Regions from separate parts of the Gossypium hirsutum genome. Here region 2 is linked to region 1. The links are chromatin contacts, called in public Hi-C maps. All regions are on one chromosome and are shown on one strand. The core of a region is the stretch at or near the end of the contact, and the rest is flanking DNA. Distances in the headings are between cores, read along the strand shown.

Region 1 (6,290 bases), core at 1,315-3,814:
ATTTTTATTTTTATCAATGATTTTTCTAATATTAGCAATGACAAAACCTAAACCACTCGATGAATTTCAAATCAATTTGCTCTAAATGGTGAAAGGTTTTATTTTTTGAAACGTGGATGTAAGGTAGGGTGAATTTTTTTTTATTTTTTTGGTATAGTGGGCATGAGAATCCATCAAATTCGCTCTGAATGTTTTTATTTTTTGAAAAGTGAAAGTAGGGATGGGTGGTTTTTTTTTTTTAATCCATCCAATTTGTTCCCTATGGTGAAGGGTTTTATTATTTGAAAAGTGAATGTGGGGTGGGGTGGATTTTTTTGTTGTTGTTATATTATGGATATATAGTAATTATGGTAATTATTTGTTCTGCTCACTATATTAAATTACCATTTTATCTTTATATATATATATGTATATATATATATTAAAAGGGTAAAAATATTATAATATGTTATAAAAAAAACTATATGTCTTATTATTAAATTCCTTTTGAAGAATTTTGTTGAAATATTTACTCCCCTTTTAAAAATTAGAAACATTAAATATATATATAATATAATATATAATGCTTTCATTTATCATTTATTGTAATTTATTGTAATAATTATATTAGATATAAATTATTTTCATTGCGAAATATATTTCAAATATATATCATAATATATTTGAATTGGGAATAATTATATTTATATGTGATTTTAATATTTGAAATATAGCTTATATTCAAATTAAATTTTACAAAAAAAATATATTATTTGCTTAAAAGTATTTCAATTCATATTTTATATATAAAATTATTAATAATGCATTGCAATAAAAATTTTTATAAGTTAAGTTGATACATTTCATATATCTTAATATTAACAAATTTGTATATCATTTAAATGCATTTTTTTTAATTTACATTTTTTTTAAAATAGCCATTTTAACTTCTCAACACTATTTTTGTTAGAAATGCTAAATACTTAAATCTTAAACTAAATTTTATTGGTCACTCTTGGTTGGTCAAAACTTTGGTTAGATCAATTTGATCAAGCAAAAGTTGATGATTACCATTGTTATTGCTTTCGATGTTGGGTGGAAACCTCGTTAAACGCTTATTCTCCTCCACAGATACAATTAAGGGTGTTCCCAATATGGTAAAATTGAATTAATCGATCTAATTTGGTTAATCAGTCGGTAGTCGAATTTAATTCGGTTGGAAGTCAATTAATAATTTTTTGAAATTTCGATTATCAATTAATTCAATTTAAAACCGAGTAATTACTAATGTCTTATTTGTCATTTTCAACGGATAATTAACTGAATTTCAAGACTTATGTAGTGTTTCTAAATTATTATTTGTTATTTTCATCTCTATTTAAAGTTTTTTGAACTATTAAATAAAAGAAAATGAACATTTAGCAATGTATTTTTTTTAATGTTTATACTTGTTTTAATCAAAAGACAAAAACATATAAATTCTGGTTAATTCAATTAACCGATCGAATTAATCGAAATATTTCAATTTAGTTAAAATATTTTAAAAAGTTTTGATTCGATTAAGGGTTAACAATTTTTATATTTCAAATAATTTAATTAATAATAATTCGATTCGAATATTAATCGAACCGACCATTTGAATATCTCTAAATAAAACGACATATGCAACTCTTTCAACTCTCCTGCGATGTCAGCACAAGAGTCTCCAAACTTCAATTGCAACAAATGTCATCCCTATTCAACTTCCTGCCACTGATTTGGTCCTCTTTAAGTGTTACGAGGAAAAAGGTTTTAGATTATGATTTCGATGCTATCATATAGGATTCGGATCGCTGTTGATTTGGATATTCGCCATTCATAATTCTCTTAAACTTCGATTATAATTTAAATAAACGATTTATAAAAACTTAATAAAAATAATTTCTGAAATTAAATCTGATAAATTGTACCTAAGGTCATTAAAATCAATAAATTTACATCTTGATCATTCAATTTCAAATATTACAAAATGAGTATTAAATAATTTGAAAGGTTACAAAATGTCATCAGAGACATCTTATTCTCCTATGTTTTGGATTTTTTTGCCTTGTTTTTTAAATAAATTTTATAGTTTTATAATTTGCTATAAATTTTAAATAAATTTTTTTATTGTTTTTGTATTTTTAACATTTTTTTGAATTCTCAAAATAATTTTAATAATTTTCTATTATTTTCTTGAATTTTAAATAGTTTTAAATATTTTTTAAATTTTAATTTTTTTAATCATTATTAACATGCATGTGAACTGCCACGTGGATTTCAAATCAGTATAACTGATATATGTTAACTTTTCTATTTATTTCAGAGTGTTTTGACAAAAAATAATAATCGAGAGATTAAAAGAGAAAAATTAAATGATATGACTAAAATAATTTTTTTCACAAAATTAGACGTCAAATAATATTTTTATTTTAAAAATAGATAGTGGTTAAATAGTTGACAGCTATCTTCCACCGAGCTAAACATTATTATTTTCTCCCATTTTCAGGTGCCCCATAAATGCAGCACCCACTTTTCAAGTTTTATACTACTAATAGTTTTCCTTTTCACATTTCCTGGGTTCTTCAATTCTCCATATTATGTTTAGTGTTTAGTTTCCCTTTGTTTTAAAGCTCAAAGGTTTAGAAAACAATGACAGCGGATGATGGCAGGGGCAAGCCACGAACCACTGATCTGCGTAGGCGAGGGCGAGCAGGGGGGGGGAGGCGAACAGAGGGTTGAGTGTTGATAGACTAGGGCTTTTTTGTTTCATTTGCTTTAACTAATTTAGGCTGGGCTAGCTTAGAGTTTTTAAAAGTGGGCTTTTTTGGTCCGATCCAAGTTAATCTGGTCCAATTAGTGGACGGTTTGCTGTTTCAACATCCGTGGTCTATTTACTTTCTTTTTTTTTTACTATTTTAGTAACCATATAAATAAACCCTTTATTATTATTATTTTTCCTTTCAGTGGTTTACTCTTCACTACCAACTCTAAGCCACACAACACGAAGAATAGCTATATATACAAGACATTTCTCATGTTTGTTTCTTAATACTTAGCCAAAAGCATCACCCTGTCACTTGTTTCTCTTCTCACTTGTCTTAAAAGACAACTATTTTTGGAGGCAAGCAAAGAAAACAACAACAAACAAAAAACACGAAACACCCGGTGCTACCCTAAGTGGTTTACAGATTCTTTGGGTGCTGTTTTTATTTTCTTCTCAAAATGGGTAATGAGAAGGAGAAACAGAAGAAGATAAACGGATCCATAAGGTCAATTTTCATGCATGCGGATGATGTAGATATGTGGTTGATGACTCTTGGCTTCATCGGAGCCGTTGGTGATGGTTTTTGTACACCTCTTGTATTGCTTGTTACTAGCAAGTTGATGAACAATCTTGGTGATTCTTCAGCTTTCACTGCAGACATGTTCATTCATAACATAAACAAGGTCTTTCTTCGTTTTTTTTTCTTGGTTTTTTTTCCAAAAAAGGCACATGCATACGCACATACATGCAAATCAGTAAAAAGAAGGGGAGTAGCTAGGCATGGGCCCCAACCCCCCTCCAAATTTTAAGACGATTCTTATTGTTTAGGCTATTTAAGATAAACAAGGATAAAACTGCAACATTAAATTATTCTTATATCATGTAAATTTAGATTTCGTCCCTCAAAATTATAATTTATATGTTACCCCTTTTCAATTTAATTCTATTAAAATTTCATTTTCATAACACTTTTAATATATATCACTTATTACTTTTTTAGTTTAAATTTGTTTACATTTTTATTAATCAAATTAATATATATTTACTCTTGTTATTTTGTTAGTAATATTTTTCATCCTACGCTCATAATGAAAAATAATAAACTTAAATTATGTTTATTCTTAATATAAATTGAAGATTACTTATTTCACTTTTTCTAAATTAAAATCATTTCATGTTTTTATATCATAATATTGAATAATTTTATTATAATTTCTTAAATGTTGAGACTTCAATAGTTATAAAAAAATTAAGATAGTAACGCGAAACATAATTTATAATATTTTAAAATCGAAAAAAATTATTCCAAGATTTTATATAATATTAGTAATTTAAATACTATATAATATTTAAATATGGTGCTTTTCAGGGAAGCAGCCTTGGCCCCTAGATAATTGGTATAATACTATTTTAGTTCCTTTTCATTTATAAAATATTAAATTGAAGCCTTTTTAAAGTTTTTTTTTTTACATTTTTGGCCCCCCAAACTATTACAACTTTATTTTGACCTACTAACAACAAATTTCTAGCTTCGTCCTTAGTGCTTTCTATAAAATGAGTTAAAACATATTTAAAGATATAGAACATATTTAGATAGTGAAAGAATTTTTTTTTAATTAATATAGTTGGAATGATGTCAAAAAATTTTAATTAAAAAATAAAAGAGATTTTAAAATTAAAAAAAATCTAAATTTTAAAAAAAAAATCTATTAAACTTGAGCCATCAAATTAGGCAAATAATATAACATAAAAACTTAATTTTGATTTAAATTTAGATATAATGGATAATGGATAATGGATTATGTATATATATAATTGTTGTACAATTGTTTTTAATTCCGCCCTCCGTAAACAAAATATTTGACTTCGCCTATGTTTCTACCTAACATGATTTGGTTTTATGGGTGACAGAATTCAATGGCTTTATTGTATTTGGCTTGCGGGTCTTGGGTTGCTTGTTTTCTAGGTAAGTTTAAATTCATAGCATTCAATGGCTTGAAGGAATGGTTAATGGAGGCATAGTTAATGATTTTTTTTTGTATGTGCTTTTCTTTTGTCATTTTTCAGAAGGATTTTGTTGGTCAAGAACAGGTGAGAGACAAGCGACAAGAATGAGAGCCGGGTATTTGAAAGCTATCTTAAGACAAGATGTGGGATACTTTGATTTGCACGTTACAAGCACAGCTGAAGTTATCACCAGTGTTTCAAATGATAGTCTAGTAATCCAAGATGTTCTCAGTGAAAAGGTTCCTTCTTGCAAATCGTATGTAATCTCTTGACTAAAAACGAGTAATTTAATTACTACTAATGGGTGATCATGTCATGCAGGTGCCAAATTTTCTGATGAATGTTGCAATATTTGTTGGGTGTTACATGGTAGCATTCATAATGCTATGGAGACTAGCAATAGTGGGGTTTCCTTTTGCTGTTGTTTTGGTGATTCCTGGTCTAATGTATGGAAGAGGGTTGATAGGAATAGCTAGAAAGATAAGTGAGGAGTACAATAAGGCTGGAACTATAGCAGAACAGGCAATATCTTCTATAAGAACAGTTTATTCCTTTGTTGGTGAGAGTAAAACCATTGCAGAATTCTCAGCAGCTTTACAAGTGTCCGTGAAGTTGGGATTAAGACAAGGCTTGGCTAAAGGTCTTGCGATTGGAAGCAATGGGATTGTTTTTGCCACTTGGTCTTTCATGTCGTATTATGGCAGTAGGATGGTTATGTATCATGACGCTCCAGGAGGGACTGTTTTCATTGTTGCTGCCGCCATTGCCATGGGGGGCCTGTAATTTCCTTCAAACTTTTCCACATTGAATGTGTACATGAATCTATATGTATATTTGCTATATATATATAATATATATATATAAAAAGAAATAAAAAATTCAAACACGTAATATTTTTTGGATTTTGGTGATGATCAGATCATTAGGGGCCAGTCTATCCAACCTCAAGTATTTCTCTGAAGCATGTGCAGCTGGGGAACGGATTATGGAAGTAATGAAAAGAGTCCCCAATATTGATTCTGACAATTTGGAAGGAGAAATTTTGGAAAAAGTTACAGGAGCAGTTGAATTTAGGCATGTTGACTTTGCATATCCATCAAGGCCTGACACCATGGTTTTCAAAGATTTATGCCTCGACATTCCAGCTGGAAAGACTGTGGCTTTGGTGGGTGGTAGTGGCTCAGGGAAATCCACAGTCATAGCACTACTACAAAGGTTTTATGACCCACTTGGGGGAGAGATACTGCTTGACGGAATTTCCATAGATAAGCTGCAGGTCAAGTGGTTAAGATCACAAATGGGTTTGGTGAGTCAAGAGCCAGCACTTTTTGCTACAACCATTAAGGAGAACATACTTTTTGGCAAGGAAGATGCTAGCATGGACGAAGTTATTGATGCGGCCAAAGCCTCAAATGCCCACAGTTTCATATCCCAATTGCCTCAAGGTTATGAAACTCAGGTTAGCCCTTTTAACATCCAAAAAAACACAAAATTATAGTGAAAAGGTGTAATTTCTTCC
Region 2 (6,923 bases), core at 1,217-3,716, 43 kb before region 1:
ATCGAATCAGGCCGAATTAGTTGGACCAAGAATCAGTTAGGGTATTTGTTAGCTTGGATACTTGCTAAGAAACAAACCATACCAATCAAAAAGTGACAAGAGTAGACACTTCTTCACCACCAAATGTTAAAAATAGTAAACACACAAAATAAGGAAGTTATTTACGCAGTTCAATTTTCCTACGTCTGTGGAGCCTAGTTTAGTAAGAAATATCTACACTATTTAATAATTACAATAAGTGATTCTAATCTATCACACCCTGTGACAATTTCTCTCACATTTGTACCTTGAATACTTTAATACTCTCATCACTAAATCACCCTTTGTGAATTCAATAAATAAAACCAAAACACAAATGTTTTACTATCAAAATCCACCCACACAATGGTTCATCACATGAGCAAATTAAATGCTTAATTATCTCAGTACATTCACATGTACAAGTCTCTCAAATATATAAATTATTTCAAGACTTGTTAACAAATAAGATAAGTAAAATACAATATAATAATAACAATCAAAATAAATATGGACTCTTTGAAGCTCAATAAATAGAGTTTCAATCCAATCCAATGTCCATGATCTTAGGGATTAACTTGGGTAATCCGATCCAATACAATCTCCAATAAGCTAAATGTTATCCATATACTCAGCATAACCCATATACAATATTCAATAAATTGCCAACTCTTCAAATATGGAAATTATCTTCTCATAGTTTTGGTGGCCAGGGAGTGAACATTCCTCTAGCACCAAATTGTCAGTTTCATATTTTTTAACAGTATCGGTTCAATGAGAGGTAAAAATCAGTTGACTGGTGAACTGATATAAACTAGTTGAATCAAGCTAAAAAACTAGTTGAACTGATAGTCAAACTGATTTTATAATTCTTAATATTTTTTATTTTTAATAATTTTTCTTTGAATCAATCAAACTAGTCGCTCTAGGAATCAATTGGTCAGACCAATTCAAAATTAGCTTACTTGCTAGTTCAATTAGTTTTTTTAGCTTGGTTCAACTAGTTCGTCTCGACTCACGGGGGTCAACTGATTTTTACTTCTCACTAGACTGATACCCTAGCTGGTTTTCAATCCAGTCGGTCTAGTCTGGTTTAGATAACATAGAATTTTAGATTTTTTTATATTTTTATTTTTGAATTTTAAAGAATTTTTAATTATATTTTTTAAATTTTTATGTTTTTATTTAAAATATGAAAAAAAAATCCTTAAAGTTTATTATTTTTTTATTATACTTTTTAAGGGCATGAGTCAAATTGAAAAAAACTGTAAATGTTGATGGCTAAAAATATTATTTTACTTTTGGCATCATTAACTTAAATGACAAAAATTAGACGGAAGGGCCAAAATTTTTAAATATAAAAAGTATAGAAACTCAATATCTCAAATATAAAGTATAGAAATTAACTTTCAAATTTTAAAAGATTACATGAACCTTTAACATATTTAAACTAATAAAATGATTCGTGTAATTAAATATTAAATTTTAATTTGAAAATAAGGGAAAAGTTGTTAATGTTAAAATTCATTTTTAACGATGGCTATATGAGTTAAGTATAAATGAGATATCTTTACTTACAAGTTATTTAAATATTATTAAATCTAACTCAATCAATTCGAGCTATGGAATAAATTGAATTCAAATATTTTAATGAAGAGATTTAAGAGTCTAATAATTTTTTTTATTACTATTGAAAAGTCTCAATTCAAACTTAACAACCTTGATAATGGAGGTTATTTTTTATTAGGTAATCAAGTTGGCTCAAATAATTTGGTTTTTATCATGAATTTTGGGTTTTAAATTTGGTGAAAACTTTCTCTTAATGATAATTATATTAATATGAGGAATATATAAAATATTAGTGTTTGTACTCTTTAGAAAAAAATTAAATTCGGTTAAGATTATTTTTGAGTTGAGCTTAAATAATTTAAGTTATCAAGTGAGCTAAATTCAAATATTTTAATATTTAACATGAAAAGATTACGACTTTAATTTATATTTTTTTAAAACTTTTAATTAATATTGAAAAATCCCAATTTGATCTTAGAATACTTCAACCTAGAATTTAAAATCTAACATGAGAATTAATGTTTTTGAGTAAACAAAATTGAGCAAACTTAATCATACAAATTTCTGCAGTTCAATTGTTATATGGAATTCAAATTTTAAAAATAAAATTCACTCAAATTTCATTTTGTTTGAGATAAACTTGACTCAACTAGGCTACTAACATGAAATAAGACCATCCCTTTTTTGATGATGATGCAAGACAACAAATTGGCAAAGTGTTGGACATTAATGAATCTTGAAAATCAGTGTGATATTAAATAGGAAGCAAAGAGAAATGGCAGCAAATGACTGTTGCGGACCTGTTTTTAGCACTCCAAGTAAAACATTGCTGATCTGATCTGATCTGATATGATCTCCCTCCCATCTGTGTTTGAAGAGTGGATGATGTTTGGTTCAATGTAATTCAGTTAAAGTGCTTGTGGTGTTGGGGGTGGGGTGGGGGGGTCCCTTTGTTGTAATCCAAAGAAAGGGACAAGACTAGACTTTGCCATTGAGAAAACCATATCTAGAAGCTCCACCATAGCTTTTATATCGCCATTTGCCAAATCCAAAACAACACCTCTATCTTAGCTTTTGCCACAATCTTTTCCGATTTGGAGAAAGACCCAGAGTTTCTTTTTACATTAATGTTTCATAAATGAATGAAATTGTAGAGCTTTCAAGATATCAATTACAACCACTATCTCTACTTACCCACCATAATCACTTCCACCACCCACCAACTGTTTGTTAAAATAACAAAAAGAAGCTATAACTTATAAATAGGACTTTTAACTTTTTCACTTTTCTGCCTATAAGTAGACAATCTGACCTTATCACGATTAAAAAAAATGACGCACCCAATGAATTCTCGAATACCCAATCTCCAAATTTTACAAAAGAACTTGGCCAGATATTTATGCAAACACTCCCTAAACAAATTTCATGATTTCATCCATCAATTCAAGCTCCAAGGAGAGAAAAGTGTCTGCTTTTTCTTCCATGTCAACTTGCCCTCCATTCTTCGGCCTTTGACAGTTACATCCACTTTCAAAAGCACATTAAGGTGAATTTCATCAAAGTGGCGATTGCTTTCTTCTTTAGTATACATCTGCCTGATGGGATTCCTCGCTAAAATTGCTAATAATTACTAATTCAATGGCGATCGAATTTACAAGACGAGAATCACCAAACACGTGCTCGAAAAAAGAGAGCAAAGCTAATCAATCTACTGATTATTTTCATTCAATAATTGTGATGCTACATTGTCCGAAAGGCTAGATTATCAACCTTTTGATGTTTCGGTTAGCACCTAACAGCTATTTGTTTATTTGATATTAAAGACAAAAGAAAATGTTCTTAATTTTGTCTAACCCGATTGCTTTTAAGGCATACTAACATATTCATTATGTTATAAATAACTAAGGTCAAAAAAATATTTTTATGTAAAGTTATTATCTCGTCAAATCAATCACTTTGATCGAGAAAAATTTATCTAGTTAAGGATTTATTTTTATTTTCTACGTGCAAACCGCGTAAACCATCCATATATCACATAAAAACTCATTTGAAAACTCCATTGCCACATTCTAGCACACATAATGAAATTTTTACTCTGCTTTCAACTCTCCACAATGTGGACATGTCTCTTCGTAATCTTATCACCAACTCTACGCAGTAGGACATTTTTCCAAGAGAATCCATATCAACCTTTTTATTTATATAAGCTTACTTCATCGCTCAATCAACAAGAAAACTTTTAAATACCAATTCTTTACTCAGTTATTCTTAGATCTTTTCATCTTCCCAAACTCTCCAGATCTACTACTAATATAGTTTGGCACACTATGTATCAATGATTAGCATTGTTTGTTGTTTGTTGGAACTTGAACAATAAACTATGCCTCCACCCAACGACAATATCCCTAACTTGTATAACCAAGGAATCATATAAGATTTCCAAGAACCACACGACCTAGTTGTTGCTTCTATTCCATTTAACGCATGCAACCAACATTAACCAGTAGGCCAAGGATACTACTAGGTCAGGCTTTGATATGGTCAATTTGATTATTATGCTGGTTATTCTGGTTACAGTGACCATTATTATTTTGGTTATCACCAATATCCCTAAAAGAATTACATGCACCCATGCCCCTAATATTATCTATCAAAACCAGTCACCATTCCCGCAACCATTATCGAACCCTACACTAGAATATCCAACGAATCAACATCCCAGTTAAGCTTCTCCAAACCCAATTCCAACAACAATGGAAATGTTGCAGCAAAATGCTCCAAGTTATCCAAGAAATTTGAGCAGGAAAACCCCCTAGGTTTCCTTAAGATGGGCACTGGAAAAAATTGGTCCAATAAAATTATAAATAGTAGTGGTCATGACATTAGTCACTATAACAGTGAGATTAAAATAAATAGTGGAATATACAATTGGATTCAAATGCAATTATAGCAATAAAATGAAAATGCAAAATAATCATTAAGAACACGAAATTAAATTATATATGTAAAATGAATGTTAAGTATTAAATTTCATAGTCAATATAAATATACTAAATTTGTATTTATTTATTAATTAAATTTTGTGTTTTATTTTTCATATATTTATTAAACTATATAAAATTAAATATTCTTAAAATAAAATTTACTAAATAAATATAATGATTTATTTAAAATAAAAATTATCTAAATTTTTTTAAAGTCTTAAATAAAATTTGATAAATAATAAATAAAACTACAAGCTTTAAAATAAAAGAACAAACTATACAAATTGTAACTTAACTATGCTCACGTTCCTATTTTGGTCACTCAATTTTACAAATTTTCAATTTAGGTACTAACGATTGCATTTATTTCTATTTTGGTCACTCGCCGTTAAATTAATAATGGAAACAATAGTGTGGCTTTTTCCTAACGGGTATAACAATACATTTAATCTTCAATACTTATATATTTTATCAAGTTGATCTCAATTCTAAATAATTGAACAAATTTAACACTTTACATTTACAGATTTTATTTAATAAAAAATGACGTGGCCTTGTTTCACATGGCACAACCTAAGCAATCCAAATTTTATTTTTTAATAGCAAATACCAATTAATTCATGTTTTATTAATTCTCTTACTACAGTTTCTTCAAATTTTCGTGGGAATAAAATAATAACAATAACACTAATTTTTAAGATAATTGATCCATGAATTTCTTTTTTATTTAATTATGTTCTTGACCTGGTTCGCATGCATGTTGTTCCGAATTTCATTTCATTTTAATTATTTATGTTTGCATTAGTAATAAATCAACATGGATATAAAGTATGATGTTTCAAATATATGAAAAAAATGAATATACTCATCTAAACATATTCATATATGGCAATTATCTCGAGTTTGGGTAATAATAGTATTTTCCTTTAAAATTATTTTAAAAAATATGTTTTCTTCTGTTTGCGGACTGTAAGAGAATTTTGTTTTAAAAGTAGAAAGTTTTGGTTAGGATGTTTGAGGATCAAATTGATAAAATTTGTAAATTTGAAAGGTTAAATTTATTGAATTATTTATTATTAGGATCAAATTTATATAATATGTAAGTATTGAGGACTAAATATGTAATTATATCAGTTAAGAAAAGGTCACCTCATTATTTCTATTATCAATTAACAATGTGTGATCAAAGTAGAAATAAATATAAACATTAATGTCTAAATTGAAATATTTTTAAAATTGAATAACTAAAACAGAAACACAATTATAATTAGGTGACTATTTATATAATATACTCAAAATAAAATGAAAGCAAAAAAAGACAACCATTGAAGAAAAGCTAAAAATGAAAGTAAAACTCCAAACAGAAAGCACCAGTGCAATTGCACCGTTGCACGCTATAGCCGCTTCCAAACAAAGCCCGAATCAACCACCACGTACATGAGAAGATGCAACCAACACAAGTCGGAGTCTAATATTTTTGGAATTGCATTGGTGATAGAATTAGTTGAGATTATTAATTCTTGATTTAATTAATTCGATTAATTTAATTATAAGTTTAATTAATATAAAATAAAAAATTTTAAAAATAAGAGAAAATAAGGAAAAATAAAAAAATAAGAAAAGAATTATAAATACAAATAAGTAACAATAATGGCATATATATATCAATTATACACACCAATTTAGGTTAATTAGTTTTTTTAATTTTTAATCATTTTAAGTATTTGGGTTGGTTAGGTGAGTTAAGCTTTTTTCCGGGTTCGAGCCATTGACTTGGACTAAAAACATATAATAAAAAAACATGGTTTAACCAACTTTCTACCAGTTCAACTTGTTCACAGTTTTTGGTTCAACTTTGATTCTAAATGTATATGACCTCATCATTAGCTTTTTCATGAAAAACAATTCTTTAAAGAAAACATCCACTCATTAATTACCAAAAGTTTTAACTAATTATATGTAACATCACAGAGATTGTTTTGTAATGAAAAAGATAACTTATTAAGACAATAGGTAATTTAAAAATATTCATGGTATCACTATTATGTTATCTAAAAATGTTATTAAAAAAAGTAACTTGCGTTGCCCATCGAAGCAAGGTTGACACCCAAGATAGAGACATATATATGATTGTCTAGATTAACAATACATTAAACTAGACTCAAGATAAATTAATCATAAATATGTTTATAGATTAATTTTCTTGTGACGTTCATTGTGTATTTCCTTTAATCTCATGTAAGTGAAAGACTATATATATGACTTGCATACTTTGTTGTATTAAAAATCTATGCATTTCGAAATAGTAAGAAAAAGGTTGGTATGTTAAGTATGTAACTTATACATGATGTA

The links. A called contact is a pair of places that touch in the nucleus more often than the background predicts.
Region 2: a contact with region 1 is called in a Hi-C map of leaf, with 2.8 times the contacts expected there. The contact joins the enhancer-like site here to the promoter of LOC107959803 in region 1. A contact is called at or near these places in 11 of 34 Hi-C or Micro-C datasets (anther, cotyledon, fibers and 3 more).

The regions. Positions count from the first base shown.
Region 1 is chrA05:100,313,584-100,319,873 of Gossypium_hirsutum_v2.1, reverse strand. LOC107959803 (ABC transporter B family member 15) reads left to right here and starts at 2,564. Exons shown (of 7, transcript XM_016895958.2): 1 at 2,564-3,447; 2 at 4,676-4,730; 3 at 4,832-5,010; 4 at 5,093-5,550; 5 at 5,690-6,230. The coding sequence starts at 3,223.
Region 2 is chrA05:100,355,539-100,362,461 of Gossypium_hirsutum_v2.1, reverse strand. No RefSeq gene overlaps it. Among protein-coding and RNA genes, the nearest start is that of LOC107961456, 35 kb to the left of the region's middle. Within about 2 kb of position 2,466, at least 5 of the 9 cell types and tissues checked have an H3K27ac peak or open chromatin away from gene starts, as enhancers often do. A contact at or near this core is called in cotyledon, fibers and leaf, where this site is marked.